3 separate regions of the Sus scrofa genome follow, and all the other regions are linked to region 1. The links are chromatin contacts, called in public HiChIP or PLAC-seq maps. All regions are on one chromosome and are shown on one strand. Each heading gives the region's core, a stretch centred on a gene start, on an enhancer-like site or on the middle of the called end of the contact. The rest is flanking DNA. Distances are from core to core; before and after follow the strand shown. Region 1 has its middle 14 kb from the start of HEXIM2. Region 2 holds the start of NMT1 (glycylpeptide N-tetradecanoyltransferase 1). Region 3 overlaps DCAKD (dephospho-CoA kinase domain-containing protein).

Region 1 (3,801 bases), core at 679-3,178:
GTGACAGGCCGCATTGGGCGAGAGAAGCGCTCAGGCCTGGGAGCTGCTGGGATGGAAATGTTGACAAACCCCGTGTGTTGCCAGGACAACTGTCCTTTCTGCCCTGCCACACCCAGGCCTCACCAGCATCTTCTACAACGGAGCAAGGCCAGAAGAGATTCTAGGAAGCGAAGGGTCTTAAGAAAGCAAAATTTCCCAGCATTGGGGGGTCTCCTCCCACAACCCCAGCTGAGAGTTTTAGCTTCCTCACTTTTGATCCCAGACAGCTCTGTCAGGAAGGGCTAGAGGAGTGACTGCCCCACTTTGCAGATGGAAAACCCAAGGCTCAGAGAGGAAGCCGCTTTCTAGGTTCCAGGAAGGCTGGCGAGTCCCCTGTGTGGTGCTAGCCAGGGACCCGGAGGGCCCGCCCACCCCCCCGGGCAGGGCACGGGCAGCCTCCAGCTGCTGCATTCCTCAGCCTGGAGCCGGAGGGGAGGGGAGGGGAGGGGAGGGGTCGGCCAGGACAAGGTTGTTTACCCAAAGCCTGTGTGCGCATAAAGTAACTAGGAGGGGAGAGAAGGTTCCAGAGGGCTGCTGGAGTGGGGGGCGGGGAGGGGTGTGGGCGCGAAGTTGAGGGCGTGCTAGGGGTGTGTCCAGAAGGCAGCTTAGGCCCGAGCAGGCTGGAGCAGCATACGGGGGAGGGGACAGGTGAGTTTGGCCGATCTTGGCCCAGAAGCCCAGGATCCGGGAGACACACACACACACACACACACACACACACACACACACACACACTAACCAAAGGGCTCTGGTCCTCTCCACCCCCAACACACACACACACACACACACACACACAAACACACACACTAACCAAAGGGCTCTGGTCCTCTCCACCCCCAACACACACACACACACACCCCAAAGGGCTCTGGGTCAGGGCCAACAGAGGTGGGTTGATTTTTCCCAACTGGAGAGGCCCAGGTTGGGCCAAGAAGAAAAGAGGAGTGTGAGCTGCGAGTGTCAGGAGAGATCAGTGAAGTAGAGTCAGTGTCACCTGTCCTCCCTATCTGGGTCCCTGACCTCAGGGCCCCGGACCTAGGCTAGAGCTGGGGTGTCTGGGCCCAGCACTGGGGAGAGCCAGCTTAGCTCCAGGGCCAGACACACGTTCCGTTGGGTCCCTGCTCTTCCTTCCCGGGCTGCCTGCTGGGCCAGGGCCTGGGCTTCCCTCCGACCGACCGACCCCCCCTCAGTGAGGAAGCTACCAGCCTGGCTCAGACACACCCCCCTTTCCTCCCCAGGCCTTTCCTCAGAGAATGCTCTGTGCCCCACTTCCCAAGCCCCAGAGAGGCAGGTGTTCGCAGGAGGGACGGCGGGAGCTTCCCACCACCCCTGCGTACCCCGGTCTGGGGTCCTCCTTTCTTCTCACCCCGGGTGGACACCGTGTGTGCCACAGACCTCCCCTGCCTGCAATGAGGTCAAGGTATTCGAGGTGGTGGGGTGGACAGAGCCGCTGAGGGGGCAGAAGGGGCCTGCCAGCAAGTGGGAAGGCAGTCTGAGGTGACGTGGTTCAGTGTGAGCGAAGAGGGTGGCCAGGTCCCATGGCCCCCGGGGGACGCAGGCAGGGATGGCACTGGCCCTTTAAGTGGGGGTGCCCGTCAGTGCCCTCCCCCAGCCAACCCAATGCGAGGGCACACTGAGCATGTGCAGGAGCTGTGCAAGCCGAGGGGAGGGAAGTGGGGGGATAGATTCCGGAGGGAGCTCCGCACCCCCCTACTTCCTGTAGCAGCCCCCATTCTCCTTCCTGGGTCTGACAAAGGAGCCCACGGTGCTCAGCTAATCCCTTCGCCCTTCTTAGATCCCCGGTGGGTGCTCCCCTCTGGGGCCCCGGGGTCTGCGAGGGGTGACTGAGGCCCTGAGCAGCCCCCCTGCTGCCTGGAGGGGGCATTGACACTCAGCCCAGTGCCATCCTCACTTCCCCCATGTGGGTGTGGGCGGCGGGTAATCTTCCTGCTTCTTAACATGTTTGATTTCATTCCATTGGTGCCAGGGTTTCTAAAGGAATTATCTACCCTGATGACGCTCTGCTCTGAAAATTAAAAACAGCTAAGAAGATGAGATCCCTGCCCCCACCCCCAGGAGCTTCCAGTCTAAAGCCCCGAGGGGAAGCAAACAGCTCTGAGGCTGAAAGCGCCTGCCCCGCTCCCTCTCCTTCCTCTAAGGTGCAGTGGCTCCCAAGTTCACAGGATCAAACTGCTTCCTCCATCAGCTGCATCCTCCAGGCCACCCTCCCTGGCAGCCTAGGAAACTCCCTCCCTCAAGTCCTTTCCCCACCTCAGAGTTCCCTGCTTCTGCAACACCCTCCTTCCCTCACACCAGGCCCTTTTTCACTTTCCCCTCCCCCCTTGGCACTTGCCTGCTCTTCTCCTTCTTGTACTCTCTTATCTGAGGGTACCCATATTTTTAATTGAGGTGAAGTGCACGTAGCATAAAATCAACCTCTTTTTTTAGGGCTGCACCCGTGGCACCTGGAGGGTCCCAGGCTAGGGGTCGAACCGCAGCTGTAGCTGCCAGCCTACACGCCACAGCCACAATGCCAGATCCAAGCCATGTCTGCGACCTGCCACCTACGCTACAGTTCATGGCAACGCCAGATCTTCGACCCACCTGAGCGAGGCCAGGGACTGAACACGGCTAGGGACCGAACGTGCGTCCTCGTGGATGCTATTCAGATTCTCTTCCGCCGAGCCACAATGGGAACTCCAACCATCAACCATTTTAAAGTGAGCAGTTCAGTGCCATGTAGCACCTTTGCAATGTGTACAACTGCCACCTCCATTAAGTTCCAAACATCATCAACCCCAAAGGTAACCCCATCCCATCCCCTCCTTTTTCCAGCCCAGGCAACCACCAATCTGCCTTCTCTCTCTGTGGATTTACTTATTCTGGATATCCTGCTAGCAGAGGCAAGAGGGAAAGACCAGTCTCATGGGGCCTGTATGCAGAAATTACAGATTCTCTGAGGGCCTGTTGTGGAGGGAGCACTGGACTGGGAGTCCCTGTGATGCATCCCAGTTCTGCTGTTTTTTTTTTTTTTTTTTTTTTTTTTTAGGGTTGCACCCATAGCATATGGAAGTGCCCAGGCTAGGGGTCGAATCGGAGCTCTACCCACTGGCCTACGCCTACACCGCAGCAATGCAGGATCCAAGCCACTTGGCAATGCTGGATCCTTAACCCACTGAGAGAGGCCAGGGATCGAACCTGGGTCCTCATGGATCCTAGTCAGATTCATTTCCGCTGAGCCACGATAGGAACTCCTCCCAGTTCTGCTTCTAACTCTCGGTTCTCCTCTTCTCCTGTGTCCAAGGTGGTGGTGAAGGGGCTTTAGATCAGTCTAGGATCCTGGGCCCTCTCAGGCTCATCCCTGGCTGGAGGCTTCTATTTAGGATTGTGGTGCCTGGCCTGAAAAATATTCCTCTTTGATCCTGTTGGCTCCTCCATGTCAGGTCCAGCCAGTGAAGGTGGACCCTGGGGGACTGTGTGACTAATACTGTGGAGTTTGGGGTAGGTGAGGAAACTCCGGCTCAGAGAGGTTGAGAAACTTGCGCAAGGCCACACAGCTTCTGCTGCCCTGGAGTAGCAGCTGGTTCTGCCTGATTGTGTTTGCACTCTTGACCACTGTGTTCTCCTGTCTTCAAAAAGATAAAGTTAAGGGCTTAGCACAGTGCCAGCTGTGTGGGAGGTGCTCTCAAGTGGAAGCAGCCATAAATTTTACTGCTGGTGGGGCATTGCGTAATTGTAAAGGGAATATCTCCATTCCAAGGT
Region 2 (3,727 bases), core at 213-2,712, 89 kb before region 1:
CCAGCCTACACCACACAGCCACAGCAACGCGGGATCCGAGCCGCGTCTGCGACCTACACCACAGCTCATGGCAACGCCGGATCCTTAACCCGCTGAGCAAGGGCAGGGACCGAACCCACAACCTCATGGTTCCTAGTTGGATTCGTTAACCACTGCGCCACGACGGGAACTCCAGGAATGGGAACCTTGACTTTGGGCTCTGCCTTAAGATTCAGGTGTGAGGAGTTCCCTGGTGGCTCAGTGGGTTTATAATCCGGCATTGTCACTGTGGAGGCTCTGGTCAGTGCTGGGGTTGGGGTTCGATCCTAGGCCCAGGAACTTCAACATGGCACAGGAATCCCCCTTTCCCCCCAAAGAAACAGACTCAGGTGCCATTACTCAATCACAGGGGTGAGACCCAAGGGATTGGTGCAGTCAGTCAAGGGTAAAAATAGATTAAGATGTCAAAATTTCCTTCTTATAACATTTCTTTTTTTTTTTTTTTTCCCCTTTTCTTATAACATTTCCTTGGGTAGATGTATCAGACGACGGGGATTTCGTGGTGGTAAAGAATTCAGAGGGCCGAAGGGCAGACAGATCCAGATCTGTATACTGGCTTTGCCACTTATTAGCTATGTGACTGTGCAATTTACCAACCAACCTGGGCCACATCTCTTGTCTGAAAAACAGAAATAGCGCCCACATTCTAGATTTGTTAACAGGATTACATGAGCTGTGCTAAAAGCCTTACCACAGTGAATGTGGAGGGTTGCTGCGGAGAATGAAAGGAATGTGTGCGGAAGAGCTTCGTGGAGACCTGTGCCTGCAGGCCAAGAGGCGGCGAGGCCTGACAGAGAAGTCAGATGTCCTTGCTCAGGGTCAGTGTTCTGCACATCACAATCCAGCGCTTCTCATGAGGCCTTAAGCTACTACCGACCAGGGGCCGTACAGAATCCCGGGTAAGGAAAGGCGGCAGGAGCCAACTTGGCTTCTTGCTGTAATATCTCTCGAGGAAGGCTCCACGCGGGGTATCAGTGGGTCACACCCAGGCCCTCTTACTTACCCCGGAATGGTAACGGTCCTTAACTGCAGCCAAGAGCAGCTCACCTGCGGCCCAAACACTAGCAAGGGCAGGCTGAGGTCAACGTCTGAAACCCTTAAGTTGCATCAAACTACACTTCCCAGCATGCCACGCGGCCGCCGGGGTGGCGGAGCGCGGGCCTAGCTAAGCTTGGGCTGGTCTTTCCTCAGGCGCGGCCGAATTCCCAGGACTTCCGGGTAGTGCTGGTCCCACACCCAGGACAGCCGCACCTCTTAATTTCTGGGTATTGTAGTCCATCTTGTTTCGGTTTCCCACGAGTGAGCTGCTCTTAGTTACGGCTACCTTCGCCACAAACACTACAATACCCAGAATATCACGCAAATTTCTCTCGTCCAATAGGAACCCCCCATGTAGCGAGGCGCGGAGGCCGGCTCTCGCAACTCAAGATGGCGGACGAGAGTGAGACAGCAGTGAAGCCGCCGGCACCTCCGCTGCCGCAGATGATGGAAGGGAACGGAAACGGCCATGAACACTGCAGCGATTGCGAGAACGAGGAGGACAACAGCTACAACCGGGGGTAACGAGATCCTCGGAGTCTAATTCCTGTTTAGTCCCCCACAACCTGGGTCTTTGGGGTGCGGGGAAGACACCGGGAGCTTAGTGTAGCCCCGCCCCCATATTCTTATTGGCTGAGATATTGGAATCCTGCCTGGCGATTGGTTGCTGTCTTTGTCATTTTTCAGGTGGTGGGTGCTCAGTATATTAAGGCCCAAAGACATTCAGTACTTTTATTATATAAAAGTTCTGTGTAGTGTTGTACCCGTGTGGCTGAGGCTTGTCCGGGAAAAAAGCACGTTGAGCGATGGTCTTTGATGGCACAACACTGGTCAATCCAACAGTGCAGTTCAAAAGGAACGTTACTTTGTAGAGGTGTTGTGTGAACAGCGTGATTAGCAGTAAATGAATAATAAAACGTTTCACGGCAGTTCACTTTCGATGAGGAAATTCATCAGGCTTTACCAACCATAATTATGTTGTAAAGTAGCACTCCTAGAGAATCCCAAGATAGAAACTCACCTTATAAATCCTACGTAATTACTATATGATAATGTTTGGATAGATATAGTGTCCGTTGCTCCAAATAATCCATGTTTCGTAAGTAGTGTGTAATTAGGTCTTTGCTCAGTTAACTTTGTGAAGTAGCCTCGAGCTTTAAGACATTGACGGTGCTTCCTTGGACACTGTTTAGAAGTGGCTTAATACTGTACTTAGGATTTTGCCTCAATGGTAACTGTTCCTGGGGTGGAAGAAATGTATCAGGCGGTTGCCTGGTGAGCTTCCAAATCAGTTTTCGCTCTTGTAAGCCACACCCTATCGTTTCTCTTTCTCCATATTGTTACAGTGGCTGGCGCTAACGCCTCACTCTCCCTATCTATGTTCACATGTAGGTTTTCTAACGGAAAGTCGTGAGAGACTGTTTTGGATGTATAACTTTGGTTGAGTATGTGGTAGTCTAATTTTCATAGCCATCCTGACATTTGCAGTATTGGTTGGTGGTAGTCCTGGAGGTGGAGGTAAGAGGTAGAAGGTTGAGATCGTGGATAAACTTAAGAGAAATTCTGCTACCTTGAGGCAATGGGAGAACAAAGACTTGTTTAAGTCGTTATAAACTGCTTGCGATGAATGCTTAGGTTAAAAGATCTAATTTTGTGTTCTTCATTCGACATTGAAAATCACAAGAATGTAGGTGGAAAGGAAACTTGTCAAATTTGGTTTTTATGAGACTGTGTTCTTTGGCACACAGATCTAATGTAGTAAAAGCCTTGTTTCGAAGTTTGAGATTCCTGAGAAGGAGGAAGTAGGAACAGGAAGGAGGGAAAGTGCAGCCCTTCTGAGTAGAAATCCCAATCACACGTGGGAATTGGTGAATTCGAAATTCATTTCAGAAGTGAAAGTACGGCTTCACCTTTGCCATCTGTAGCTGCTTTTTGTTTTCGGGGGTAAACTTTTGCCTTGACCAGTGTCTGTAGGTCTTTCATTGGTTTCACTCCCTGTGATCTTTGAATCACTCTGTGAGACCCTTTGGCAGAAAGTTCAGTGTTTTATTTATAGTACCACAAAGTTTTCGGGGGTAAACTTTTGCCTTGACCAGTGTCTGTAGGTCTTTCATTGGTTTCACTCCCTGTGATCTTTGAATCACTCTGTGAGACCCTTTGGCAGAAAGTTCAGTGTTTTATTTATAGTACCACAAAGTGGTAACCTGAGCAAACCTTTGAAGGTGCGGTGGTGTTGTACACGGTTGTGTCTGGATGAACACATTCACTTTATTGGCATCTGGGTCTAGAGATCTGTATAAATGATTTTGGAGATGGCAGATGAAAAACAGAGGACCCAGTCTGGAGGGCAGAATCTAGTTCTGGCACTTAGAATCTGGGTTGGAGGCATCATTTTTCCAGTGTCAGAGGAAATGGTTTTAGGAAGAAGCTGTGTGGTATGATGGGGGAAGCATGGACTTTGGAATCATTCAAACCTGAGTTCAAAGCCTCATTATGACATGTAATAGTCCTGTGACCTCAGGAAAGTTAACTTAACCTCCAATTGTAGAGATTGAATGAGATAACATCTGGAGCAGCCTTCCCTCTTTCTTCTCTTCTTTCTTCACAGCTTCCCTGTCTTCCTTCCCCCAGCTTGCCCCTCCTCCCTTAT
Region 3 (4,120 bases), core at 1,226-3,725, 110 kb before region 1:
GATTTGACCCCCTCCTGGACAATGAGGATCAGACCCCCCTGGCCCAACGCCACCCTGAAGAGCTGCACGTGGACTGTGGCACGTGGCTTGGGAAAGGCCACCCATAGCTGCGGGAGAAGGTTCTTGCCCACCGGCCACAGGCCTGTGCTTTTCAAACACTCTCCCCTTCCTTCCGGGCAGGCACCGCACTTGGCGGTCCCTGCACACGCCAGGCTGACTCTCTCCGCCGAGGCCCAGCCCCGAAGGATTATCCTCCACTCGGAAGCCTGCCCCCCTTGCCCGGCCCGCCTGGAGGCTCCCCACCTCTCCTCTTACTTCTCCAGGCGTCTCAACCAGCACCGAAGCTGCCTCTGGCTGTGGTCTATGTTCGAGTGGAGATGGACATCATGGGCCCGGACGCTTAGTTGCCCTGAGAGCTTCCCGAGCTTGGCATCGTTAACCTCCGGATGCAGACGAGGAAACAGGTGGAGGGGCTGGCCGGCTCAGTTACGCAGCCTTTAGAAACTGCGAGGGCCAGGACTTCAGCTCAGGCCTCTGACTCCATTATTCATCAGATGTTATCACACCCCCGCCCCCCACTGGAAAAAGCAGCTTCCTGAGGTTCATGGCTCAAAAGTCTCAAGCGTCCCTTCTCACGAACTTGTCGGCCTCCTTAAGTGGCGAGGGCCATCACTCTCTCGGGCCAGTGCAGGGCTGCATGCGGGATGCCAGGGAATAGGGTAAACTCAATAGCCTGCAGGATCACCTCCCCGGCCAACCTTTCTGCAGAGCAGGGCCCGGGGCCCTGGGCTTTGCCCCACCCCGCCCGGGCCGCAGGCCCCAGGCCTCACCCCGGAGGAAGTACTTGAAGGTCTCCTTCGTCATTTCCCTGCAGATCTCCGGGTGGGTGATGGCGTTGAGCAGGTGCCGCCGGTCAGGCTGGTTAAAGATCAGGTCCCCCAGGGCCTTGCGATCGATGTCTCCGTTCTCCAGCAAGACCTCAGTGCCGAAGGCCTCCACGATGCGCCGGTGGGCGGGGTACCCTGGCTGGACGACTGTGGCATAAGGAGGAGCCGGGTCACTCTCTGGAGCCTCCAGGCCGGCCCGGGGACTCTGAGTGACTACGGGCACAATGATGCGGGAACCCATGGGTGCTTCCTTCGTTTGGAGCAAAATCACCAGGAGGGGCGGGAAAGCAGCCGTGGAGGGCAGGGTGCATGGAATTCCCAGTGTTGTTTGCGGGGGGAAGGAAGGGGGGGCAGCAGGGGCAGGAACCCGAGACCAGCCCGGGGCTGACGGAAAGCCCTCCCCTCCTCTGAGGCCTTGAAAGGAAGAACGGAAGCACCAGGGAGCTGCTGTGCACGACCCGCGCCCCCCACTCACCATGCCGGGCAATGACGTCCACGTCAATCACCGCACAACCCAGCTGCTGGAGCACTTGGAGAACCGAGCTCTTGCCGGAGGCAATGCCCCCTGTCAGGCCCACCAGGAACATCCTTCCGGGAAAGAGGGAGCCAGGCTAAGAGGCAGGAGCCAGGAGCCACTGGAGGCCAGGCTCGCCTGGCTGTGATGCTCCACCACAGCAGGGACAGAAGGACTGGCCTGTCGGACAGAGCAGGCCTGGTCAGTGTGGGGCCAAACTGGCCGGGGGGCAGGGCGGAGAGGGAGGCAAAGACAGAGGAGGAGACACAGCCTTGGGGAGCTCAGGCTCCACCCGAGACAGAAAACTCTTTCAGGAAAGGCCTCTAGTGTTCTTTATTTTTTTTAGGGCCACTCCCGTGGCATATGGAGGTTCTCAGGCTAGGGGTCCAATTGGAGCTAGAGCCGCCAGCCTACACCACAGCCACAGCAACACGGGATCTGAGCCGCACCTGCGACCAACACCCCAGCTCGAGGCAATGCCAGATCTTTAACCCACTGAGCAAGGCTAGGGATCGAACCCGAAACCTCATGGTTCCTGACACTGCGCCATGACAGAAACTCCTACTATTCTTTTAAAAACACTCATGAAAGCAGTTCCCAGTGTGGCACAGTAGGTTAATGATCCAGCTTATCTCTGTGGAGGCATTGGTTCGATTCCGGGCCCAGCACAGCGGGTTAGAATCCAGTGTTGCTGCAGCTGTTGTTTAAGCCACAGATGTGCCCCGGATTTGATCCCTAGCCTGGGAGCTTCCAAATGCTGTGGGTGCAGCCAAAAAAGAGAGGGAAAAAGCCAACCAACAAAAAAACCCACTCATGAAGAAGGCAAACTAACACTGTGTAAATTTAGCAACCAAAATGCCGAGCAGGCAGAACAAGGTCGGGCGCCGCTGAGTGGAGGGCTTTGTGGAGGCGGCAGTACCCTATGCAGGCAAACTCCCCGCAGGAAGGGACACCTGGCCCCCTGCAGTGAACCCGGGACACTTTCCAGACGCCCACACAACACCTGCAGCCCCACTTTCTAGTCTGGGACACTGCGGCTCACGAGCACCAGGGCTGGGATGGCTGGGGAGCTGGTCCAAACTGATGAATAGCCCCTCCTCCTCCTCAAAGAAGCGGCACAGGTGGGGAGCTCAGTGACAGGCAGTGGCTGCGTGGCTACTAAGCCTCGGGTTCAGAGACGTACAGACTGTGCCAAGAAAGAGCCAGGAAAGGAAGACAGGCTTGAGCCTGGTGTGGTGATTTGTGGCTCCTGGGCTGAGCAGGACAGCAGAGGCAAGGAGCACAGACCTCTCCAAATCCAGTATTTCCACTCACATGCTGTGCAACCCAGGGCAAGTCACTTCCCTCTCTGAAACTATTTTCTTTTTTCGTTTTTTTTTTTTTAGGGCTGCACTTGCGGCATATGGAGGTTCCCAGGCTAGGGGTCCAGTTGGAGCTACAGCTGCCGACCTAAACCACAGCCACAGCAATGCAGGATCCGAGCCACATCTGCCACCACAGCTCATGGCAATGATGGATCCTTAACCTACTGAGCAAGGCCAGGGATCAAACCCTCAACCTTATGGTTCCTAGTCAGATTTGTTTCTGATGCGCCACGACAGGAACTCCTGAAGTTCGGTTTTCTCATCCGTAAAATGGGGTAAAATAGGCATGACAGAAGCTGCCCCCAGAGGCTGTCGTGCAGACTGAATGGAAAGAGTATCATCTGCGGCCCTTGGCACACTGCTCCTGACATGACAAATGCCCAGGAAAGGAAGTGAGGGGGCTGGTGTAGGCTGGACGGTGGGGGTTACTGTCAAGCTGTGAGGCTCGGAGAGAAAGACTGCCGTGAAGTTGCGTCGCCACTCCCACAACCTCAGACTGTCTCACAACAGACTTTATTTTTTTTAGCCTTTTTAGGGCCACACCTTCGGCATATGGAGGTTCCCAGGCTAGGGGTCTAATTGGAGCTACAGCTGCTGGCCTACGCCACAGCCACAGCAATGCAGGATGCGAGCCGGGTCTGCAAGCCACACCACAGCTCAGGGCCACGCCGGATCCTTAACCCACTAGTCGAGGCCAGGGATTGAAGCTGCATCCTCGTGGACACTAGTCAGATTCGTTTCCACTGAGCCAGGATGGGAACTCCTCACAGTAGACTTGAAGTCGTGCTGCATTTTCAGGCGTAAATATGATCACCGCGTCTTAGCCTTTGTTCCCAAGTTGGGAGAAATTAAATCGAAGGCCAGGTCTCTCCCCCCCTCCTTCAGTGTGAAATCACTTCTCCAGGACCTTAAAATCTGTCATAGGACTTTTTTTTTTTTTTTGGTTAAACAGCAGATTTACTGTCCTAATTGCTTCCTTGCACTTATACTGAAAGGAGTCTGCCTCTCTTGAGGACACACCAAATGACAGGGGAGGCAGCCGCTCCGATGTGGGCTGAGGAGGTGGCTTGGGGCGGCGAGGACACCAATCTAGAAGTTAAATCTCCCAGGCTCATTCTCACCCAGGGAACCCAGGGGCGGAGAGAGGAAAACATCCACCAGAATCATCATCCAAATGGAGAGATCGAACCACATTATTCAACTATTTACGAAGCCCTTCTTCTCAATCTCCCTGAGACCTGGGTTGCCCCCAGGTTGGTCTCCCTCCAGCTTACAAAAAGAGAAGTTCAGGATAGGGTTCAGCTGTGGAAAAAAAAAAAATCCTGGAGTTCCCATTGCGGCTCAGTGGAAACAAA

Evidence for each region. HiChIP or PLAC-seq counts read pairs in DNA pulled down with a chosen protein or histone mark.
Region 2: an H3K27ac HiChIP or PLAC-seq map of alveolar macrophages shows a contact between it and region 1. The contact joins the promoter of NMT1 here to the enhancer-like site in region 1. A contact is called at or near these places in 4 of 47 Hi-C or Micro-C datasets (embryonic fibroblasts, heart right ventricle, liver and 1 more) and 2 of 2 datasets of contacts at active chromatin or transcription factors (alveolar macrophages and skeletal muscle).
Region 3: a contact with region 1 is called in an H3K27ac HiChIP or PLAC-seq map of skeletal muscle. The contact joins two enhancer-like sites. A contact is called at or near these places in 14 of 47 Hi-C or Micro-C datasets (alveolar macrophages, embryonic fibroblasts, epiblast stem cells and 9 more) and 2 of 2 datasets of contacts at active chromatin or transcription factors (alveolar macrophages and skeletal muscle).

What each region holds. Positions count from the first base shown.
Region 1 is chr12:18,246,673-18,250,473 of Sscrofa11.1, reverse strand. No RefSeq gene overlaps it. Among named protein-coding and RNA genes, the nearest start is that of HEXIM2, 14 kb to the left of the region's middle. Within about 2 kb of position 1,928, at least 75 of the 83 cell types and tissues checked have an H3K27ac peak or open chromatin away from gene starts, as enhancers often do. A contact at or near this core is called in alveolar macrophages, liver, retroperitoneal adipose tissue and 1 more, where this site is marked.
Region 2 is chr12:18,335,161-18,338,887 of Sscrofa11.1, reverse strand. It overlaps NMT1 (glycylpeptide N-tetradecanoyltransferase 1), which reads left to right and starts at 1,462. Exons shown (of 12, transcript XR_002337086.1): 1 at 1,462-1,598. DCAKD (dephospho-CoA kinase domain-containing protein) reads right to left here and starts at 1,234. Exons shown (of 5, transcript XM_005668727.3): 1 at 1,043-1,234.
Region 3 is chr12:18,352,631-18,356,750 of Sscrofa11.1, reverse strand. DCAKD (dephospho-CoA kinase domain-containing protein) reads right to left here. Exons shown (of 5, transcript XM_005668727.3): 2 at 1,363-1,475; 3 at 831-1,034. The coding sequence starts at 1,474. Among named protein-coding and RNA genes, the nearest start is that of DCAKD, 17 kb to the right of the region's middle. Within about 2 kb of position 2,475, at least 5 of the 83 cell types and tissues checked have an H3K27ac peak or open chromatin away from gene starts, as enhancers often do. A contact at or near this core is called in skeletal muscle, where this site is marked.